2 separate regions of the Sus scrofa genome follow, and region 1 is linked to region 2. The links are chromatin contacts, called in public HiChIP or PLAC-seq maps. All regions are on one chromosome and are shown on one strand. The core of a region is the stretch at or near the end of the contact, and the rest is flanking DNA. Distances in the headings are between cores, read along the strand shown.

Evidence for each region. HiChIP or PLAC-seq counts read pairs in DNA pulled down with a chosen protein or histone mark.
Region 1: an H3K27ac HiChIP or PLAC-seq map of alveolar macrophages shows a contact between it and region 2. The contact joins the promoter of PLEKHF2 here to the promoter of C4H8orf37 in region 2. A contact is called at or near these places in 1 of 5 promoter capture datasets (liver), 3 of 47 Hi-C or Micro-C datasets (heart right ventricle, liver and skeletal muscle) and 2 of 2 datasets of contacts at active chromatin or transcription factors (alveolar macrophages and skeletal muscle).

The regions. Positions count from the first base shown.
Region 1 is chr4:41,531,615-41,537,874 of Sscrofa11.1, reverse strand. PLEKHF2 (pleckstrin homology domain-containing family F member 2) reads left to right here and starts at 2,943. Exons shown (of 2, transcript XM_021089079.1): 1 at 2,943-3,094.
Region 2 is chr4:41,371,512-41,378,377 of Sscrofa11.1, reverse strand. C4H8orf37 (protein C8orf37 homolog) reads right to left here and starts at 4,653. Exons shown (of 6, transcript XM_001924281.4): 1 at 4,456-4,653. The coding sequence starts at 4,610. TRNAS-AGA (a tRNA gene) reads right to left here and starts at 5,172; the gene lies at 5,091-5,172.

The DNA of each region.
Region 1 (6,260 bases), core at 1,694-4,193, 160 kb before region 2:
GGATCGAACCCGTGACCTCCCGGATACTAATTGTGTTTGTTACCACTGAGCCACAATGGGAATTCCTGCTGTCTTCCTTTGAATGCTCTGTTTTCAACTAAAAGTTAACCAAACTCTTGTCTTTTCCAAAATAGGTATCCTTGAAAAACTTAACCATCGGGTCAAGGATGATTGTAAGAACTTTGCCTTTTAGGATTAAAACATTTGGTCAAATTCAATTTTACTAACATTTTCAAGTTCCTCTATGTTTTAGACACTCTGCCAGAGACTTTACACCCCTTATCTCATTTCCTCTGCTCAGCAATCCATGAGGAAGTTCCTATTTTCATCTTCACTTTACAGAGATCTGAGGTTCAGAGAGCGATCTTATCACTTGATTTGAACAAGGTGCCACAGTGTGGGTCTGAATCAGGAGCTGATCCTACTGCCTGAGTGCCTTGTTTTTTTTTCAGCTTTGTCAGTGCTGTCCAATAGAACTTTTATATATCTGCACTGTCCAGTAGTCATGTGACTTTTAAATCTGCACTGTCCAGTAGTCATGTGACCTTTAAGCACTTGAGATGTGGTTGGTGTGACTGAGGAACTAAAATTTTAATTTAAATAATGACTCATGGCTAGTGGCCACTATATTTGTCAATAATCCCCAAACTGGGGTGCACACAGCCCAAGGAGGGTACAGAATATGCAGAGTACAGAAAGAAAACACACAGAGATATATGTTTTAAATCATTATTTCTGATTTTTATATTGTATGTTTTATAGTTAGGCATATCATGATAGGCATATCATTATAAAAATTAATGAACAGAAACCACAATTAATACAGAGGCAGGAGGTCAGAAGAGGGAGCTCTTCAGCCCTATGACAATAGCACTGCCCAGCAGGAAGAAGAAAGCCTTCTTCTTGCTTGGCAAGAGCTCAACCAATGAGAGACTGTCACAACTCAACCAATGAAAAGCCATTATACTTGGAATTTATAATATCTCCAATGGACTCATCGTTTACAATAGCCCTCCCACCTTCTTCTTTCCCTCTTTAAAAGAGTTCTCCTCTCTTTGCAGTGTAGGGACTTGTAGGTGGAATCCACATGGAAGCATACCCTGAATTGCAGTTCTTGGTTGATCCTGAGTAAACCCATTTTTACTGGAGAAATAAATGGCAATCTATTTGTTTTACATCAATATTATAATAGGCGTGTGTGTGTATACACTTTATAATTAATTATATATATTTTAAATTTAACACTCATATAGCCCTTACCATGCACAAGTCACTATACATTACAAATAGTAATAACACTAGGGGGTAGATACTTTAATTACCCTCATTTTACAAATGAAGAAACTAAGGCAAAATTTGGATATGCCCAAGGAAACAGGTAGCTGGTGGCAAAGCTGAATTTGAGTAGTTTGGCTTCTAAGTCCATACGTTTTAGGGTGAGCTAAATAAGTATATTGGGAAATACGAGAGGACAAACTTTTACTGGTAAGTGAGTGACAAAAATGTTTGGTGACTATTGTTCTAGACTAGACTTTAGCCAACCAATCAGACATAGCCATTCCTAATCTCAAAATTGAAAGGGATTTTGGAGATGATGGAGTCCATCCTTTTTTCCACTGACAGATGGTCTTCTGCATGTAGAGGAAGAAGGAACTAAATGAAATTGGGGTAGGGTGATGGTTCAGATGAGAATCCTGGGGACATTTACACTTGTCTTCAGAGACAACTATACCTAACAGATGTAAAGTTTTTCTGGTGGTAATAGTCTACGTTTTCCTATTAAAAAAAAATATCGGTTTTGCAGTTTTTTTCTAGTTACTAATTTTATTTAAAAGACTTGCTTGTTTCTGAGATATGGAAAAAGTGAGGATGGGAGGCTGAATACCTGGAGGGGATCCCAGACCAAAAGAAAGTTCCTGCTTATGTATCCCTAGGTGGGTGCTCTTTTATGTGGCTTGGGTGCGGTGGTTCTAATTCAAGAATAATCAAAGGTAAAATATCCTTGAAATAATAGATCAACGGGAAAGATAAAATTTACCCAAGTCTAATTTCTGCCTATACGCTTTCCGTTTGAAGTGAATATTCTGTCTCCTCCCCCCATTCCTCATCTTAGTCATCTTAAACATCTCTCCACGTATCCGTCAGCTCGCTTAGCTGCGTTATAAATGAAGAAGGGCAGGTTTAACCTTATATGGTATCATTACTGTTTTCAGATGTGTGAAGTTGGATGACGTTTGTGGCGTCAGAGAAAAAGTTTTGGAAAGACCAGAGTTCTAAGTCAGGGAATAAGTCATCCATCACTTAAAAGACTGTATGGGGTATGTGTGTTGTAGCCGCAGCTCCCTCTGTTTCAAGTGGTGGGGTCTTAGGAAAAGCCAGTGGAAGATGTGACAGGCAGGAACGCTGTGCTAAAGTGGGAGTAGCAAACAAAAGTCCGCCCAGCTTTTATTTCCCGGCAGTGGAAAGTTCTTGAGTTCCCCTTACAGGCCAGTTCGGTGGTGTGGGAGAGGGGGCCCAGCCTTCCTTCCGTTCTTCCAGCCTCGCTAAGAACTTCGTGGGCAGATGAACAATCCTTTCCAAGGACTTGCCCGCAGCTAGGCAGCCCAGGTAAGACGTCCCACGTGCGCCCAATCGGCTCCAAGGCGCGCGTTCCCACTGAGCACGGAGGAACCAACCCCAGGCCCTGGCTACCCAGGTGGGTGTGGCTTTCGTGGTGGCTCCGCCCCCTCGAGCTCGTCGCGCGGGGCCGCCCGGGCGGGGCGAGGGAACGGGCAAGAAAGGGCGGGGAGCGAGCGGTGTGGGTGTGCTCGTGCCCGCGCTCGCGGCTGGCGTGTGGGTGGCGGCGCGCCCGTGCGCGCGCAGGGGAGAGGCTGTCCCCGGCGGCCGTTGTGGGGTTCGACTGGAGGGGCGGGAGGGTCACCTGCGAGCGGCTTCGACGCCAGCCCGCCGCGTCTGGATCGCGCCGGCTGCGAAACGCTGTTGGCTGCCCACTCTGGGAGGCTGGGGCGGAGGATCGAGCAGAGTCCGCGCCCGGCGCTCGGGACGAGGAGGAGTCGGACCTTTGCCGCCGCCGCCGCCGTCCGCGCCCGGCCGGGTAGGTGAAGCCGGAGTTGGTTGTCCACCGGCCGCCGGCGGGCGGGGAGAGGAGAAGCGAAACTTTCCGGGCGCTTCCCTCCGCGGTCCCCGGCCGTCGGCGGCGCGGGGAGGTGTCGTCGTCTCGGGCGGCGGCGGCCGACGCCATGTTGGGGTCTGTGAGAAACGGGGCGCTCCCGGCCGCTCCCCTCGCCCTGGGGGAGCCGCGCCCGCTCGCAGGACGCCGCCGCCGCTGCGGGAGGGCTCGGGGGCCGCCCGGGGGGCCGTGCCGGTGCTCGTTCTGTCCTCCGGGCCGCGGGGCGGGGGCCGGGCGGACGCGAAGCGGACCCTGAGATCGGGTGAGAAGTTGGGAGGCGCGGGGACTGGGGTCCCAGTCGTGGCCAATGGCATCTTAGGGCCCCAACATCTCTCTGTCCAAAAAGTTTGCAGGGTCTGGGCATCGCGGACGTTGTAATCTGAACAGCGTATTTTTATGTGATTGGCGGCCAAAAATGGCACCGCAGAATTTACCCTGATAGAAGCGTTGGCTCTAACGTCTTACTTACTTGGAATCTTTTAAAAGTTGTATGGTCTTTTGCCCAATTTATTTTTCCTTTATTTTTTAAATTTTTATTAAAGGCCGAGAGCTGCCTCTTCATGTTGCTTGACTATCCTTGTGCGCCCTTAGGACATTGAAGCAGTAACTTGTGAGTGTGCACTGGAAATCGTGGGTAGTATTAAGGTTACAGATAACCAAGTTCTTCTCTGTAATTCAGAGACTCACAAAGTTTGTAAATCGGTAAATACTTTCTTTGTTGTGTTTCAGTACGTCACTGAAGAACAAATTCAGTAAAGAAGGACTTAGACACGAACATTGAGAGACTCAAAGGCATGTGTTCTGTTTAGAATAAGGTGAAGTGATCTTGACATTGCGAGGTTTCCCCCCTCCTTTTGGTTCCTTAAAGGTGCTTGCCTACTGTGTTTTGAGCATTTAGATTTTTCTGTCCTTTGCGAGCTCATGGGGTCCTCAGGTTAATTCGGTATTAAGGAAAGCTTCTATTTTTAATCTCTTTGGGTCCTCACAGCACTGGAGGTGAATGGTATTAAGTTACTTATTTGGAAAGCACATGTAATCGCCTCAAAAAATAAAACTGGTGTACTGACCAAGGCATCAAAAAAGATTCAGCTTGAATCACCCCAGTAAGTGAATGTAAATTACTAGTTTTAATGAAGGCATTTGAGCTTCCAAATTCTGTTAATGAACTGAAAGGACTTTTTAACTACAAATCAGATAAACCCTTAAACATATCTTGGAGAATTTCTCTTATCAATCTTTAGGTAAAAATATAGCTTCGGCTCAGATTTGATCGCTAATTTCCTTAATTCTAGAAGAAAAAAAAAAACCTTTTTTTCCCCACTGTTAGGTAATTGCCATTATATGTATATATTTTTCTGTATGAAGAGTTACCTACAAATAAAGTGATTTAACTAACTTCAAATCTAACAGCCAAACTGGTATTTAAGTGAGATCTTATGACTGAAGCCTTCTCATTTTTCTTACAGCGTAACTGCAGGATATATAACTCATTCCTGTGGAGTAGTCTCTCTCCACCTTGTTTCGTCTGTTAGCTGCTCTTTCTGATTTTAATTTAGTTTCTCAGTATATCTATTTCCTGGAGTATTTCTTAGGAAATCTCAGTTTATGAGAGTTCATGTACTGAAATTATTCCTCCTAAAATTATTCACTCAAGCCTATAGAAGCTCCTTCTGCCCTGTTCTCCTTACCCCATCCTCTTTTTCTCCCCAAGAATAATTCACCTATCTATCCCATTGCATCCCAGTAAATGTATCTGTCATGGCACCTTCTTGACAGCAGGTTTAGGTCAGGTCTGAGTTGCCTCATCATCCCCAGAACATAGCACATGCTCAGGAAAGGTTTGAATGGATAAATACACATGTGTTTCTTGTAAATACGCTTTATGAATTTCTTGTTAAATTGCACTTTCAGGGGCAGAAGAGTTAAATCTTCTCTAACCACCTTTTTTTTTTTTTTTTTTTTTTGAGAATTTACCTTGGCAACTCATTAATTTTGGTCTGGGGGTACAGAACTTGAATGTTTGTGAAATTTCAGAGTAGATATGGACAGAAGGATAAGCAGCAAAGAAACAACAGCTGTGAGTCAACAAAAGGATAATAATCATAATTTAAAAGTGCATCTGGGAGTTCCTGTCTTGGCTCAGTGGTTAATGAATCTGACTAGGAACCATGAGATTGCAGGTTCAATCCCTGGCCTTGCTCAGTGGGTTAAGGATCCGGCATTGCCGTGAGCTGTGGTGTAGGTCGAAGATGCGGCTCGGATCCCGAGTTGCTTTGACTGTGGCGTAGGCCGGCGGCTAGAACTCTGATTTGACCCCTAGCCTGGGAACCTCCATATGCCACAGGTACGGCGCTAGAAAAGGAAAAAGACAAAAAATAAAAATAAAAAATAAGAAAAATAAAAGTGCCTCTGTATTTAGTGTTTATACTACATGGAAATAGAATTAATGCCTACAAATTTTGAAGGTCATGCTTATATATTTAAGCTTTTTGACAGAACAACTCTGATTTCTCTACCAATAATTATTTTGTTAGAATTTGTCTTAGAATTTTGTTTTAGAATGCCTGGCGTAATGGAAAACATGTGAAAATTGCTTTTCTATTTGTAAGTTTATCTTTGAGAACCAGCTTTGTACACCAGCTGCATGCCTAATAGCAGGGTGTATGTTGGCTTAAGTGAATAAAATGGACTTTGTGGATATACTCTCAGAGGGCTGTTTTAAGTTGTGAAACCTCTCCAGGTGAAGGAGTTCTGTAATTCTGTAATGAAATTACTGTAGAATTTGAGGTTAATCCCCTGCCCCTGTAACTGTCCCTTTAATCAATCCATAAAACCACAAACTGGTGTGCTCAGTTTGGGGGGTCCTGGGAAGAGAATAGAAGGCGGTCAAGTAGTTGCTGTGAGTGCTAGAGAAAGCAAGTTGCAAATTGCTTGTAGGGTGGATTAGAACAACAACAAAAAAACCCAAACCTGAATCCTAGCTCTGCTTCTTACTAGCTTGTGACTCTCAAACAAGTCATTTCACTTCTTTAAGCTTCACTGGACTCATTTGTAAAATGAACATGAAGTATTTGCTTCACAGTGTTGTGAG
Region 2 (6,866 bases), core at 3,404-5,903:
AGAGTTGCTAACAGAAAGACAAATGTGACTTTTCCCCCTTACTATGGACACAGCCTAAATTTGTTGAGAAAAAGATGTAGTTTATCAGGTACACATTCACATATGTACTTTTACATACTTAAAACATTTAAAGCTGTATGTTACATTTAAGAGAAAGCTGGATATGTATTTTTCTAAATTACATCAGCCACTCTTTTAAAGAATACAAAATATGTTCAATTATAAGTAGAATATGAGCATTGTAAACAAATATAATTTAAATATGTCTAAATTTTTCTCTAAGGGTTCCACTGTAAGTCAAATAACCATATCTCTTTACTACAGGAGCCAAAGGTTATATAATCAAATGATCAATTAATTACACACACATACACACAGTTGATATTAGCTTTGACAGAGCATCTCAACAACCTCTTTACCGTCTGTAGGTAAAGCCATCACAAGATTACTAATACAAACTGTTTACTGCATGGAACTTCCATTTAACAGCTAACATTTACTGAATATTTGCTACACAGATGAAGAAATAAGGATTTAGAGACTCAGAAACGTGCCCAAGGTCATACAAATAGTGGGAGGGGAGGCTTGGAATTGAATCTAGGGCAGTCCAGACACCTAACATAAACGAGCTGAACTCTAAAGTTTGCATGTTATAGATACTGTACGTCAACTTCATAACTTCATTGGATCACTAAATTATTTTAGAAGACAGGCTCTGTAGTCTAACTCTATTTTTAAAAACATATTTGTACTGAAATTCTTAACATCAGGACAATAGCCCTTCTTTAAAATGGCTTCGAGTGAGATAATTAACCTGATGTAAGAACATTCAGAGGCTACTGCCTGCTACTGAATGTCTAATTCCATCTATGACCAGGTTTCCCCTCTTCAATTCTTCCTTTTCTAACTTTTACCCCTAATATTTTCTCCTCTATATAAAGTATGCTTTCCTCCTCAAAGAGACACTCCAGAGGCTGTCACTCTTGCTTACTACTGACGACCAGTCAATTATTCATTATTTCTACTTCTTTACAACTATATTGGATTTAGCATTAGCGCATGACCTGGACGAGGGTTTCTCAACATTGACAATACTGACAATCGGGGCCAGATAATTCTTGGGTGTGTGTGTGTGTGTGTGTTGCAGGGAGAGGTGGCAGGCTGATGTGTTGCAGGATGTTTTACGGCATCCCTCACTTCCACCCACTAGATGCCAGTAGCATACCCTTTCCCAGTTATGACAATCAGAAAACAGCAAACACTGCCAAATGCCCTTGAGTGGTAAAATCATCACTGGTTGAAAACATGCAACCTAGTTTAAATTATTTAACCTCACGGAGCCTCAGACATTTCACATGTAAAAAGGAGAGTTAGACAACCATTTATAACTTCTTTCAGGTGTAATAGTCTATCTCTGGCCTCTACATCCCTCAACAATAGTGAAACTCTTTTTTTTTTTTTTTTTTCTCTTCAAAGTCACTACTGCCCAAATCACTGCATTCACTGGCTTGTCTCAGTTCTAATCCTCTTTAATTTTTCAGCAGCACCTGACACTTGGGTACCCGTTCCTTCAATTTCTCTCATGACAGCAAGTTGCTAAAATGTCCTCTAGAAATTTTCTCCTCTGGTTTTCAGTTACTCTCTAGATTCTCCTCTTTCATGCAACTCCATAATTTCAAGAATTGGATGCATTCAAACTTCACCAAGCTACTCAGCACTGTTAGGGATCCAAACTGTCAGCTTACACAAGATTCTGGTCTGCTATTAGATTGTGCAATTTCATGATGCCTATGCTTGCCTGTGCTTTGCTATAGAAATGGGAGGAAAAATGCCATCATTTCATTGAGGAAGCACATAAATTTTAAAGGACAGTATAATATTTTTTTTTGTCTTTTGATGCTATAATACCAGAAATCTTAATCAAAGGTTAGTAAACATTTATTGGTTCCCAACCTAACTTTGCTTCTTATATTGAATCTTGATTTAAGATATAGATATTCAAAAATAAAATATGCATTCTAAATAAAATACACACTTGAAACCCCTAATTGAATGTGAAAGGTATATATAAAAGCCTAAATCTGGATGTACAATGTCCTGGTAGACTTGGAAATAGAAACTTGAGCAAGTAACTATTTTTCTAAGTTTTGGTTTGGTCAGTGATACAAGGATAATAGGATTCACCTCACAGGGTGGCAGAGATTAAATGAAATTAACACATATAAGGCTCTCAGCATATAGACTGAATAAATGTTGGCTATTATTATAGCTATTATCTAGGAGGTTATGATATTATCTGTAAATACTTCCATTCGTATGATCTTGAACCACTTTATTCTTATTGCAGTTCAACCCACATTAGCCTCTTTTTAAAAAAAATTATTGCATAGTTCCCTTTATCATTTTGAACTCTTCACCAAATTGCAAATGTTCTGATCATTTATATTAGCAGTTGTTCCTGGTACCCGGATGTGGCATGGCCATTTATTATTTGTAGAGCTATCATTTTAAGAGACAATTTCAGTATTTTAACCCTCAGAAGAAAAAGAGACACAGGCTCTACCTCTGTATAACTGGCAGAGTGTCTCCTATTAATAAATTCACAATATAAATCAGTTCCTAAGTTTCAGGTATCAATTTTGGTTCAGGTGAAAATTTTAATATTTCACACTGTATGCCAGGTAGGAACTGTATTTATTATTAGGTTTAGTGTCTTTGTTGCTTTTTTGTTTTTTTGCAAAAACTTACCTTTACAACTCCATTGCCAAAAGAAAAGTTTTAACACATGACAACAGCACTGGTGTGCTAGCTTTTATAAATTTATTATGAAAAAAATCTGATGTAGTAAGGTGGGATGGGGTGCTAGAAGCTTTATGGATGTATTTTCACAGTATAACAACAGGCTACAGAGAGGCATAAAACAACATGTAAACGGAGAATATGTGCACTTTAGTAACCCTTCCCATTCTGAGCAGGCTGCTCCAAGATATTCTACCCCTCTGCGCCAGTTCTCCTCCGATGAATAGGCTCCGGAAGGCTGTTTGAGAAAGTCTCTCCATTTCCCCAAAGCAATGAATAAAAAGTACAAAGAAATTGGTAGGTAATGCGGGATCAGGATGGCAGATGTGCTGGGAATGAGCCCATAAGGATGTCTAGCGCTCAAGATAATGATATTCAAATTAACGAGTCATCTTTGTACACAAAGTCAAATGGGCCCATTCAAAGCAGTCTAGCTTTTAGCTGGTTCTACATTTATTTTTTAGAGTGCTGCCCAGTACTTGACTAATTTTCAGAACTTCTGTTTCTGAACTTTAGACTCTTTCCAATGTTTTTATCTTCTGAGGGTGAATTTTTATAAACAAACAAATGTCATGAGAAGTAAATCTGGTAAACTGTGCAGCCAATGGTGTTGGGTAATACATCTGGGAAATTACACACAGGCACACAAAAACAAAACCAAACCCAGGAATACAGCCATAAATGAAAAAGAATGACTTTCTTGGGCTGTTCCAAAGCTGTCTCTGTGTAATTCCACAAGTGTTTCCAAGAGATTCAAGCAAGAGGTACTGCTCCCAAGCCATCACTTTGAAGGACAATACTTGTTCTGGCAAAACTTTTGGTTTTTTGGGGTTGAGGGGGAAATGAGATAAAGAAGACAGTCCTATTATTTTATAATTACACTAAAGAAAAATGACTGACAAATCCGAAAGATTTTTTTTTTTTTATCAAAACCGAAGACTTAAGGAAATTCTCCAAATTTCAATTTGGATGCCTCAGATCCTCTGGTACTCTGAGCTGGGGCCGTGGGTAGAAGGAAGGTGGTTAGGATTAATAAAGACAGTACCAATTACCAATAATTAAACCCTTTTATCATATATCTAATCTCATCTAATTCTCTGAGTTAAAAGAAATCAACTGATGATGGAACAGAATGGAAGCATTTTTTTTTTTCCCCAACAATCAGCCCAATGATTGCTTGCCTGAGGTACAGGGTCAGAGGCAAGATGATGAGGTTCTCCTTTGAGGTGGCGCCTCAAAAGAGGATGACAACAGCTCAGGCAAACGGAGGCCGGGTCACCGTGACCCCTCGGCGCTCAAGAAAGGGCGCCTAGGCTGCACCACCTGTACCCCATCGGAACCCCCTGGGATTTATCTGGGTGACAGAAACCGGGTGAAGCCTTGGGCTCTCAGAGACGAGGCATGGCCGGGGCCAGGTGTCGGGGTTTGCTCAGGGGCGGAGTCGGGCCTTGGGAAGAGATGACAGGATCCTCGAGGACAAGAAGTTAGAGTGTGTGCGGCCCTGGGAGCGGGCAATCAAGGGTCTGGTCCCTAACAGGGAGAGGAGCCGGCAGTCTCGGGCGAGGGGGTGCGTTCCTTAGGGTCCGGCGGCGGAGGGGTGGCTTTAGGGCCTGGAGCAGGCTTTACCAGAGCAGCCCACCCCTCCCGCCCGTTAACCTGAGAGTCTCTTTCTCCTCGGCTCGGCTCCGGTCGTTGCTGAGGACACCGCCGCCGCAGCCTCTGGGCCGCTCGACAATGCCCAGTCTCAGGGGGTCTGATCCGCAGAACTTGGACTCGACCTCATCCAAGAGCTCGTCCAGGTCCTTCGCCATCTTGAATTGTCACAGCCCTCCGCCTCTGCAGTTGCTATAGTACTGCGTGGTTTCCAGGGGCAACGCGAGGACACGCTGCGCGCGCTCGCCGTCCTCGCGCATGCGTGCGCTGTCCCAGGGCCGCCCGGGTCCCGGCGAGGCCGCAGCGCAAGAGCGCTGTCGTGGAAGGTCTAGTTGGGTTCCGGAGGCCCCGTGGCGCAGGCTTTCTGGTGGAGCTGGTGGTCGGAGCTGTTCCTTTCTGCGTAACCTGGCGCTGCCTCGCTTGTCTTTGTTCCAGGATGTCTGGAGTGTTTTGTTCCATCTCCCTCTCCTGGACTCAGGTTGTAACAACAGTCACACGACTCCCTGACTCTTTCATCTGCTCTTCTTCTGGCCCCATTGGGGGTCCCCCTCCTATCCTAAACGTTCATAAATAGTTCAAATAGTCTGTGGAGAAGCCTGCAAAAGGAAGGCCATGTTCATAGCAAAAGTGTACCTGCCCGTAGTCGGCAGGATTCGAACCTGCGCGGGGAGACCCCAATGGATTTCTAGTCCATCGCCTTAACCACTCGGCCACGACTACTGCTGGTGTTAATTTCAGCAGTGATCTATGTAGAATCTACACGCAAGTGTCTGCTGCAGTAACAGGTATGTTTGGTTCGCGAGTAAGACATAACAATGCTGTTCTGTCAGATAACAGCATGTTTGAATGTTTTGGGACTAATAATTGTAGTTTTTTGAAAGGCTCTTTGAGCGTGTCCCTTCCAACCCTTTGATTCCCCATCAGAAAAAAAACTGAATTCTAGTAAAATCGCTAAAGTTAGAGTCAGAAAACAGGACAGAGGGCGAAAAGCCTGGTACACCTGCCGGCAGAGTGATGGAACCGTTTCCAGGAGGGAACCGGGAACCTCAGTGCCCCCCAACGCCCAGCCTTCAGGTTTCCTTGCCTGGCTCCTGGCTGCTGGCTCCACCCCTCCCGCTCTCTCTTAGCCAAAGAGCTCCCAGACTGTCCCTGCCTTAAAAGCAGTACTTTGAAAAGTGTAATTCATGATACAAATGCAAGATATTGTCAGTTAATCCTACTCCTACAATATTATGCGCACTGAAACTTGAACTTTGAGTGTTTCTAATGTGGGATAATACAGAGGTTGACAACCTTGGAAACTGGCTATAGTTTGATCCGAATGAATTAATAGCCTCATTTATTTGGTTTGCTGTTTGTTCAGAATAACTTTAATGTCCCTGAAGTGGTGTGATGGAGTGAATGTGCCTGCTCACTAGAGCCCACCTCTGAAGTTTTGGGTGTTTTGGGAGCCAGTTGTTAAATGCAACCATTACTAAAATTAAATTAAAAAATAAATCAAACTATATAAACCCCACAATTAAATTAACCATATTAAAAAAAGCAATACTCAGAATTCACCACAGTCTAGTTATTTTCCTACATTTTACTATATTTTCTGCTGTTGAGATTATTTATATCTGTTGTATCTGAAATACTGTATAATGGCTTACTATTGTGAATTTCTTCTTAACTTGGCATTCAGTGATGTCAGCTTGAAATCAGCCTTTCTGGATATATTTACACCAGGGAAATTGCAGAAGCTACAAACATGGTTTTTTTTTTTTTTTTTCCTAGAGCTGGTTTTCAAACACTTACCCAGCACACCACTAATGTTACCATCATACCAACCTTGAATGTTTCCAGCAAGGCAACATACCCCTTACTTGCAGGGCTGCCCTGGTTTTTCTCCCTGCAACTTGTTTTAGCTCACAGAATCGCACTGATTTCCCACTCAGTAGCTTAAGTTTTACTTTGATTTTTGCCAACTTGTCTTGCTTGGTGTTTCTACTTAGAACTGGCCTCCAGCAGAAAGACAGGAACAAGTCACTTGGTTTTGAAATTGCCCTTGGAATATGGTTCCAGAGGGAGTAACACATGATTGCCATACAGTTTAACAGGCTTAAATTAATAATTTGATTTTTCTCTAGAAAATATGAAATCTGAGGTATACCACGCTAGTCGTTGAAAGGCTCTATTAGCATGTAGAAGATTTGCGCGAAGGTCCATGAAAAGATAAAAGGGAAAATGTTTCTAGCTGTGTGTTTTGTTTTGTTTACATAAATATTAGAAGAAAATTGGAGGTTGTTTTCTGTTTGCTCCATTCCCATCCACATTTTAATCAGCTATCATTTGTATACCATCCAGAGGTTGGTGTTTTGAGAATTTCACTTACAGTTCGTTCAACTCCCCATTGGGTCTTCCAACTGCAGTTG